Regions from separate parts of the Oryctolagus cuniculus genome. Here region 2 is linked to region 1. Evidence: chromatin contacts called from public Hi-C data. All regions are on one chromosome and are shown on one strand. The core of a region is the stretch at or near the end of the contact, and the rest is flanking DNA. Distances in the headings are between cores, read along the strand shown.

Evidence for each region. Hi-C and Micro-C count contacts between places; a contact is called where the count stands out from the background.
Region 2: a contact with region 1 is called in a Hi-C map of psoas muscle, with 3 times the contacts expected there. The contact joins the promoter of FOXO3 here to the enhancer-like site in region 1. A contact is called at or near these places in 2 of 6 Hi-C or Micro-C datasets (psoas muscle and an unstated tissue).

The regions. Positions count from the first base shown.
Region 1 is chr5:62,530,573-62,534,384 of mOryCun1.1, forward strand. The region is part of intron 5 of ARMC2 (armadillo repeat containing 2); the gene reads right to left. Among named protein-coding and RNA genes, the nearest start is that of ARMC2, 38 kb to the right of the region's middle. Within about 2 kb of position 1,594, at least 5 of the 8 cell types and tissues checked have an H3K27ac peak or open chromatin away from gene starts, as enhancers often do.
Region 2 is chr5:62,844,737-62,848,644 of mOryCun1.1, forward strand. FOXO3 (forkhead box O3) reads right to left here and starts at 2,115. Exons shown (of 4, transcript XM_051854457.2): 1 at 1,902-2,115; 2 at 134-864. The coding sequence starts at 760.

The sequences.
Region 1 (3,812 bases), core at 344-2,843:
GCCCACGGCACCAGATAGAACATTTCCAGACAGATGATCACTTTTTTAAAAGACTCATTTATTTATTTGAAAGGCAGAATTATAGACAGATGGGGGGAGGGGGAGAAGAAAGACTAGGAGATCGTCTATGGGCTGGTTCACTCTCCAAATGGCCACAAATAACCTGGGCTGGTCCAGGAAGAACTTAGGAGTCCAGAACTCCATCCAGGTCTCCCACGTGGGTGCAGGGGCCCAAGTACTTGGGCCGTCTTCCACTGCTTTCTCAGGCGCGTTAGCAGGGAGCTGGATGGGAAGCGGAGAAGCCGGGATTGCAACCAGTGCTCTAATCTGGGAGGCAATGGCTACACCTGCTGTGTCACAATACTGGCCCTACCACTGTTTCTCAAATACTCACCTTAAAAACAGAATGCTAGTCTAGGGTCTGAGTCGTGGGGCAGAGGATTAAGCCACTGCCTTTGAAGCTGGCGTCTCCTATCAGAGCACCAGTTCAAATCCCAGCAGCTCCACTTCCAATCCAGCTCCCTGAGAATGCACCCGAAAAGGCAGCAGAAGGTGGCCCAAGTGTGTGGGCCCCTGCACACGCGTGGGAGGCCTGGATGGAGTTTGGGTTCCCAATTTCAGTCTGGCTCAGTCCTGGCGGCTGTGGCCATTTGGGGAGTAAACCAGTTGGATGGAAGATCTCTCTCTCTCTCCTTGTTTCTCCCAGTCTGTCACTCTGCCTTTCAAATAAAAATACACATTGAAAAAACAGAATTTTACTTGAAGAGTTACACATAGACACAATGAAATTAAAGGACATACTTTTAGAGTGATATCTACAAGGAAAAATTTTCAGAAAGTTCTCCAAGATCCTGGTCGTGTTGGGTTACAGCCCAGGATTTAAACACACACACACACACACACACACACACACACACTTTAATCTTTTTCAATATCACTAACTGGTTATTACTTACGTTCTCTCTCTAAGCTTGATTTCGAGACTGCTCTGTAGCTAACCAGGTTAGCTTGAATGAGTTAACCGTGAATTCCCTCGGCGCAGAGCGAAAGCCCAGCTTCAGGCCTCCCTTAACATTCATTCAAAGCTCCATAGTCGCAGGCACCGCACACATGCACACACGATGTGCCAGTGCCGCCAGTGCCGCGCGGGCCTGCGACTCCCCCCTCCCCCTCGCTCACACCCACAGCCGCAGCACCCGGCTCCGCAGCACAACCACTCCCCACTCCCCCACCCCATGAATGCCCCCCTCCCCCGCTGCTTCCCAGGGGTCTCCTCCGCCCCAGGCGCTCCCCGCCCCCCCCAGGGGTCCTTCACATTGCTGGGGGCAGACTCTCCAGCCTGTGTGGCACTTGCGGCAGGGCAGCCGTCACAAGCAGGCACACTGCTCGGCTCTAGGCTCATGGCCTCAGGGTAGCCCTGCCACCAGGACCACCTCAAATCCCACCTCCCCTACTGGGGGGCGGGGAGAACAAGGCTCGGTCCCTAAGGAAACTCAGCTTTTGAGCGCCACCGCAAACCCCACCCACTCCCGGAAATCCCTGATCTTCAAGCCGGAGTTGGGCGCTCTCTCTGATTGCTGAACTCTTTTCCTCTGTTTCCTCTCCAGCCTCCAGCACTGGGGTGCGCCACCGAGCAGTGCTTCCAAAGCTTTCAGAGGCTTTCCGATCACCAGGACACTTACACAAACGCAGATTCTAATTCAGCAGGTCTGGGCCCCAGGAGGCGGCATTGTTTTCTTTCGATTTTTTTTTTTTTTAACTTTACTTGAAAGGCAGAGAGAGAAAGGGAAGGAGGAAGCGGAGGGGAGGGGAGGGGAGGGCAGAGGAGGGGAGAGAGAGAGGGAGAGGGAGAGGGAGAGGGAGAGGGAGAGAGAGAGAGAGAGAGAGAGAGAGAGAGAAGGGAGAATATGAATCCCTTATTTGCAGTTTCATTCTGCAAATGGCTGCAATGGCCGGGGCTGCTCCAGGCCAAAGCCAGGAGCCCAGAACCCTGTCCAGGTCTCCTACAGGAGTGGCAGGGGCCCAAGGACCTGGGCCATCTACCCTTCCATTCCTGAGTGCATTAGCAGGAAACTGGATAGGAAGTGGAGCAGATACAGGTTGTCCAGGATGCCCTTGTCCCAAGGGTGGCTTAACTTGCTGCACTCCAGCGCTGGCCCTGAGACCCAGCATTGCTGACAAGCTCCCAGAAGATGGCAACGCTGCTGGGCTGGGGACCACCTGAGCAGCACGCCCTGACACATTCATAAGCATCTCACAGGGAGGAGTCCTTTTAATCTCTCAAACCCTCCAACACAGAGCTAGCTTTGCCTACCCAGGGATGCTAATCCAATGGACACTACCATAAAGTAAAGGTGACCTCTACAAAATTATTCTCGCCAAAGCTTGTTTTGTCTAAATGGAAAGTTTCTCAGTCACATCATCCTTAAAAAGAATAACGACTTCACTGCTTTTGAAAAAATGACATATTTATTATTATTTCCAAGGCTAGGCAATATAAGAAAGTACAAATAAGAGGTTAAGAAAATCATCCAGCATCCCACCACCCAGAAATCAACATCATTAATATGCGGTAAACATAATTTCAGACATGTTTTTGAATATATTCAGATAAAAGGAGAATTTTAAAAAACACAGAAGGCTGGGAGGGAGGGCAGGCAAGTGGATCCATGTACGTGATACTCTATCACCCTCGTTACTAATCGTGAAGCATCATTCAGTGTACATTTGCTTGAGTTTAAGAGAGAAACAGAAACGGAGGTGAGACTGAAGGAGCTGCAGAACTTCAGGTGAGCGGGTCTTCCCGAGAGAGAGAGAGAGGATGCTAAAAGATTTCTCTAAAGTTGAGGAAAAAAAAAATGAGAAACATTAGGAGGCTGAAACCATTCTTTTTTAAACTGCGTATTTCAATTTTAGGCTGTAGCTGCTGATAAAAATCTATTTTCCATTATGAAAGCGAAGAAACCGGTCCTCACACTTCCTCCCAAGCACCAGTTTGGGTTATTTATACTGCTCCTACGCTGTCAAGGTTTCTGTTCCACAACCACCATGTCAGAGTTGTCTGCTTTTAGTTCAGCCAGAAGACGAAGGCCATACTCACCAGGCGTGCTTTCACTGAGCGCTTCAGTTCTGGTTTTGAATTTTGACTCGTCCTGCTGCTAAGGTTTCCTAGAAAGTGTGTGAGCAGACCACCCACGTTTGAAAGTGTCTGTTGGAAAGTGCTTATTCTACTGAAGGACACTGGTGATGAGATTCTTGGATCATCTCTTCTTACGCTTAGGATTTCACAGAGGTGGCTCCGCTGTGTTGTCAGCGAGCGATGCCGGAGTGAGGCCAGAGGCCAGCCTGCCTTTGCCTCCTTTGATGTGCCTTGCTGGTTCGGCCTGAATGGTCACAGGTTACTTCACTCCATGTACCCATCCGGTCAATAATTATCAACTATGGACTAGGGGGTGCTCCAGTGCTGAGCACTGTGGGAAATGTCTTAGTGTGGATTATTCCATACTATGTAGGGGGAGATACAATATGTCCATGTCAGCCTTTATTCCAGAAAGTTGTCTTCTAGCACATCTAGAGACTTTGCTCATTCTTTTTGTTCTGATCTCTTCCATTCTCCACGGATTGCTGTGACCGCTGAGTGAGTTAATGCACGCAGATCATGTAGAAGAGAGCCTGGCACTCAGTCAGAAGTGAGGCAGTGCCAGGAGAGGCCGGGGAGGAGGAGGGGACTGGCTCCCTCAGGAAGGCGAGTTTTCAGTTTCCGCGGCTACCCCAGTCTTCCTAGTCGTTTTCACAGTACTTTTGCTCCTTCT
Region 2 (3,908 bases), core at 865-3,364, 310 kb after region 1:
TGCGGCAGAGCGCGGGTTCCCCTCCGCCGGAGGCGGCGGTCTGAGAAAACTCCCAGGGCCTCAGTACAGCGGCTCCCCGGGGCCAAGCCCTCAGCCCGGCGGATCCCGCCGCCAGCCCCGGGTGGGTACGCACCTTCCAACCGGCGGAGCTGTTGCTGTCGCCCTTATCCTTGAAGTAGGGCACACAGCGCACCATCCACTCATAGATCTGGGACAGAGTGAGCCGCTTGTCCGGGGAGCTCTGGATGGCATGAGTGATCAGATCGGCGTAGGACAGGTTCCCCCAGGCGTTCCGGCGCGAGGAGCATTTCCTCGGCTGCCCTGAGCCCCCAGCCGCCCCCGGCTGCAGCGGTGGCAGCGGCTGCTGAGGCTGCAGCGGAGTCTGCGTCCCCCCGCTCAGCGCGCCCGCCGCGGGCGCTGGCCCGGGCCCGAGGTCCTGCCCTCCGGCAGCCAGCAGGCGGGCCGAATCCTCCAGGAGCAGCCCGGAGCCCAGCGCGCCGCTCCCGCCGCCGCCGCCGCCGCCGATCGCCATGGCCGAGCCAGCCCGGCCGCCGCCGTCCTCGTCGTCTTCATCGTCGTCCTCCTCGGGGATCATGGAGTCGGCGGCCGTCTCCCCCGAGGGCTTGGCCGGGCTCGCCTGGAGCTCCGGCCTCTGCAGGGGCCAAGTGCAGGAACGCGGTCGGCTCTGGGGCTCGAACTCCGGGTCCAGCTCCACTTCGAGCGGAGAGAGCGGGGCCGGGGAGGCCGGCGCCTCTGCCATCTTCGGCGCCCGCCCGCCCGCCCGCGGCTCGGGCTCTCGCGCTCTCCTCTCGCGCCGGGGCGGGGTGCGGCGGGGGAGGGCCGGGGCGCCGCCGCCGCCGCCGCCTGAGGAAGCACGAGAGGAGACAGAGGGGGAGTTGGTTATCCCGGGCGGGAGCCCGCCGCCGCCGCCGCACCCGCCACCCGGGAACAGGCAGACCTGGAGACGTGCGTCCCGCGAACCTGGCGCAGCAGACGCCGCCCCCTGGCCAGGCCGCTGGGGAGACGCGAGCGAATGGCCGGCCGCGCACGGGGCAGCCCCCTCCCCCGCCGCCGCCCGATCTGCGGGTCTCTCCCGGGCTAGGTGGCGGGGCGGGGGAGGGGCGGGGGCCGGGCCGGGGGAGGGGCGCGCCGCGCCTTTAAAGCGGGCCGCGGCCGGAGCTGGCGCAGCCGAGCCGCGGTCGGAGCCGGAGCGGGCGTGCGTTTGTTTATGTTTCGCTCCGGCCCCGCTCAAGTGCCTCCCGCGGCGGCGGCGCCGCCAAAGTCTGTGGCGTCTTCCGCGCTCCGCTCCCGTTCCCCTGCCCTGCCGCCTCCGCGACTCCCTGCCGCCGCCCGCCCGGCCCCGTGGCCCGAGCCCCTACTCCCTTCTTCGCCCTGGGGCCGGGAGGGCGACTGGGGGAGCCGGGGTCTGGGCGCAGGCGGGCCTTGCCACTTCCAAGATAGGGGGTAAAAAAAAAAAAAAAACGGAAAGAAGGGGGACAGGCAACACCCGCGGGTGCTCTCCGGGGGTCCAGCCAGGCGGGAACGGCCACTTCGGGGTTCGGGTGGTTTATTCTCCCGGGGGACGCCGTGCCCTCCGCCCGCTGCCCGGGTCGGGGACGCAGGGAGGGGGCGAGGCGCAGCGTAAATCTTCCAACAGGTCGGGAAGCGCCAAGTCTCCCGGGCGGCCAGAAAGCTCGGGCCAGCGCGTTCATCACCTCCTTGCTCCCGCTGCTGCCATCTTGACAGTTTCCCCCCTTCCCTCAAGTCCTTTAAAAAACACTAGCGGGAGCGAAGGGGGGCGCGCACACCGAGGGGAAAACGGGAAGCGCCTGGCCCCGCTCGGAAGCAGATCCGGAGTCACCGGGAAGGCGGCCGCCCCGCTGCACAGCTCCGGCGCCTACCTCGGTTCCTTCCCTTCAGGGACGAGGCGGGAGGACGCACAATCCCGCGCGGGCCCGGGGCACGGCGAGGAGGGGGCGCGCCACCCGGGCGAAGGAGAGGCGCTCGGGCCGCCGCCGCAGCCCGCCCGAGGAACCGCCTGTCAGCCTGCGCGCCGCAGCCGCCGCCGCCGCCTTCCACATTCCTCCTCCTCCCTTCCACGAGCAGGGCGGCCGCGGCAGCAGCACAAAGTTATAGACACACGCAGGGAGCCTCAACCTAGGCTGACGGCGGGCGGGCGGACGGGTCCCCGCCCAGGGGGAGGGCCGGGGCGGGGGCCGCGGGCGCTCCGGCGTGTGCGCGCGCGCGCGCGCGTGTGTGGGGGTGTGTGTGAGAGGGATCGCGCGCGCCTGCGCGTGGGCGCCGGGGCGTGCGCGCGCGTGCTCCGCGGGCCGGGGAGCCGAGGGCTTCCGCCGCTGGCCCTGCCGGGCGCCGCGACAACAAAGCGCGGCGTTGGCTCGCCTGAGGCGGGAGAGGGGAAGGCGCGCGGAGCCACGGACGCCCCGCAGAACCGGGCGAAGTCCCGGCCACCGTGGGGAGTGGGGTGGCGGGGTCCCTGGCCTGCGCGCGCGTCCTCCCGCCGGGCTCTGGTGTCGGATCCCGCAGCGTTAGAACCGGACGCCAGGTAACATCCGAGAGAAGGTGCTGACCGCGGAGGGCCGGGGTCGCCTCGGCGTGGACGTTGCTGTCTGCGACACTTTGATAGATGCGTCCGATTCGATCAGGCTCCCAGGGTTTGCCCTGGGTCCCCCCCCGTGTGGACGCTGAACTACAATCGTCTCCCTTTTTCGTGGATTTCATAGCAGACGGGGGGGGGGGGTGCTTTAACTGAGGAAGAAAATCAAATTATCCCCCGGTTCTCGACGAAAGAGAAGCCTCCGAACAACCGAGAAGGGGGAGCAATTTTATTCTGATTTCACGGCAAAACTTCCAGTTGCGCACTTCTGACGTCTATTTTGGCTTTAGGCGTAACAGAATACCTCCACAAGTCCTCATCCCGTGATGCCTGCCCCAAATCGCTCGTTTATGCCCTAAGAATGCACAACACGCCACATGCACGCCAAACGCCTGTCCGCTTCGGTTCACAAATAGCTTGCTGGGAAAATTGCAGTCGCCGGAGCGCCCGCGTTTCGCTGTGTGGCTGCGGCCTCCGCCACACCAGCCGGTGCACGGGAACGTCCAGCCCGGGTTCCGCCGGAGTCCGCCCACCCCGCCGGCTCCGGGCTCCGGGCTTTGCGCAGCGCCCGTCACTCAAGTGACGCGCGGCCCCGCCCCTGCGCCAAGCTAGTTCGACGCGTACAAACAGATGATGTCATCGTCTCCACACGCGCGTGACCCCGGAGCGCTGCGCCGCGTCGCCATTCGCTGCGCCGCTGACTCGTCAAGGCACGCCGCGCGCTGAGTGGCCGCGGGGGCCAGTCTCCAGGCCCCCCGACGCCCCTCTCGGCTCGCCATCCGTCCTGCCCCCGCCCCCGGCAAATAATAAACAATCGAGTAAAAATTCTAAGAAGTGCGGAGATAAAGAGAGGGTGGCCCCCCGAAGCCACTGCTGCGCACGACGCAATGGCAGCGTTAAAGAGGGAAGGGGGCACGTGGGAGCGCCAAGCTGAAGGGCCAAGGGAGCGGATCCGCGCGGTGGGTCCCGCCGCCCTGAGGAGACGTCGCGGGAGCAAACTTGGACGAGCGCTCCGCCGCGCGCGGCCGGCGCTAAGGCCCGGGAGCCGACGAGCTCGGGCCCGGCGCGCCGAGGGGGCGGAGCCTGAGCGGCGGCGGAGCCGCGCGGGCGGAGCTGGGCGACACGTGCGAGGGCAGGCCGGGCGCGCGCGGCCGCAGTTCGCCCGGGCGCGCGCTTGTTTACCAGCGCACGTGGGTGTTATTTTTAAATGGAATGTGGTGCTGGCCGGGCTGCCGCGCGTAGGGCGCGTAGGGCGCGTGGGGCCGCCCGCGCTAGCTGGGGGACGCGGCGGCAC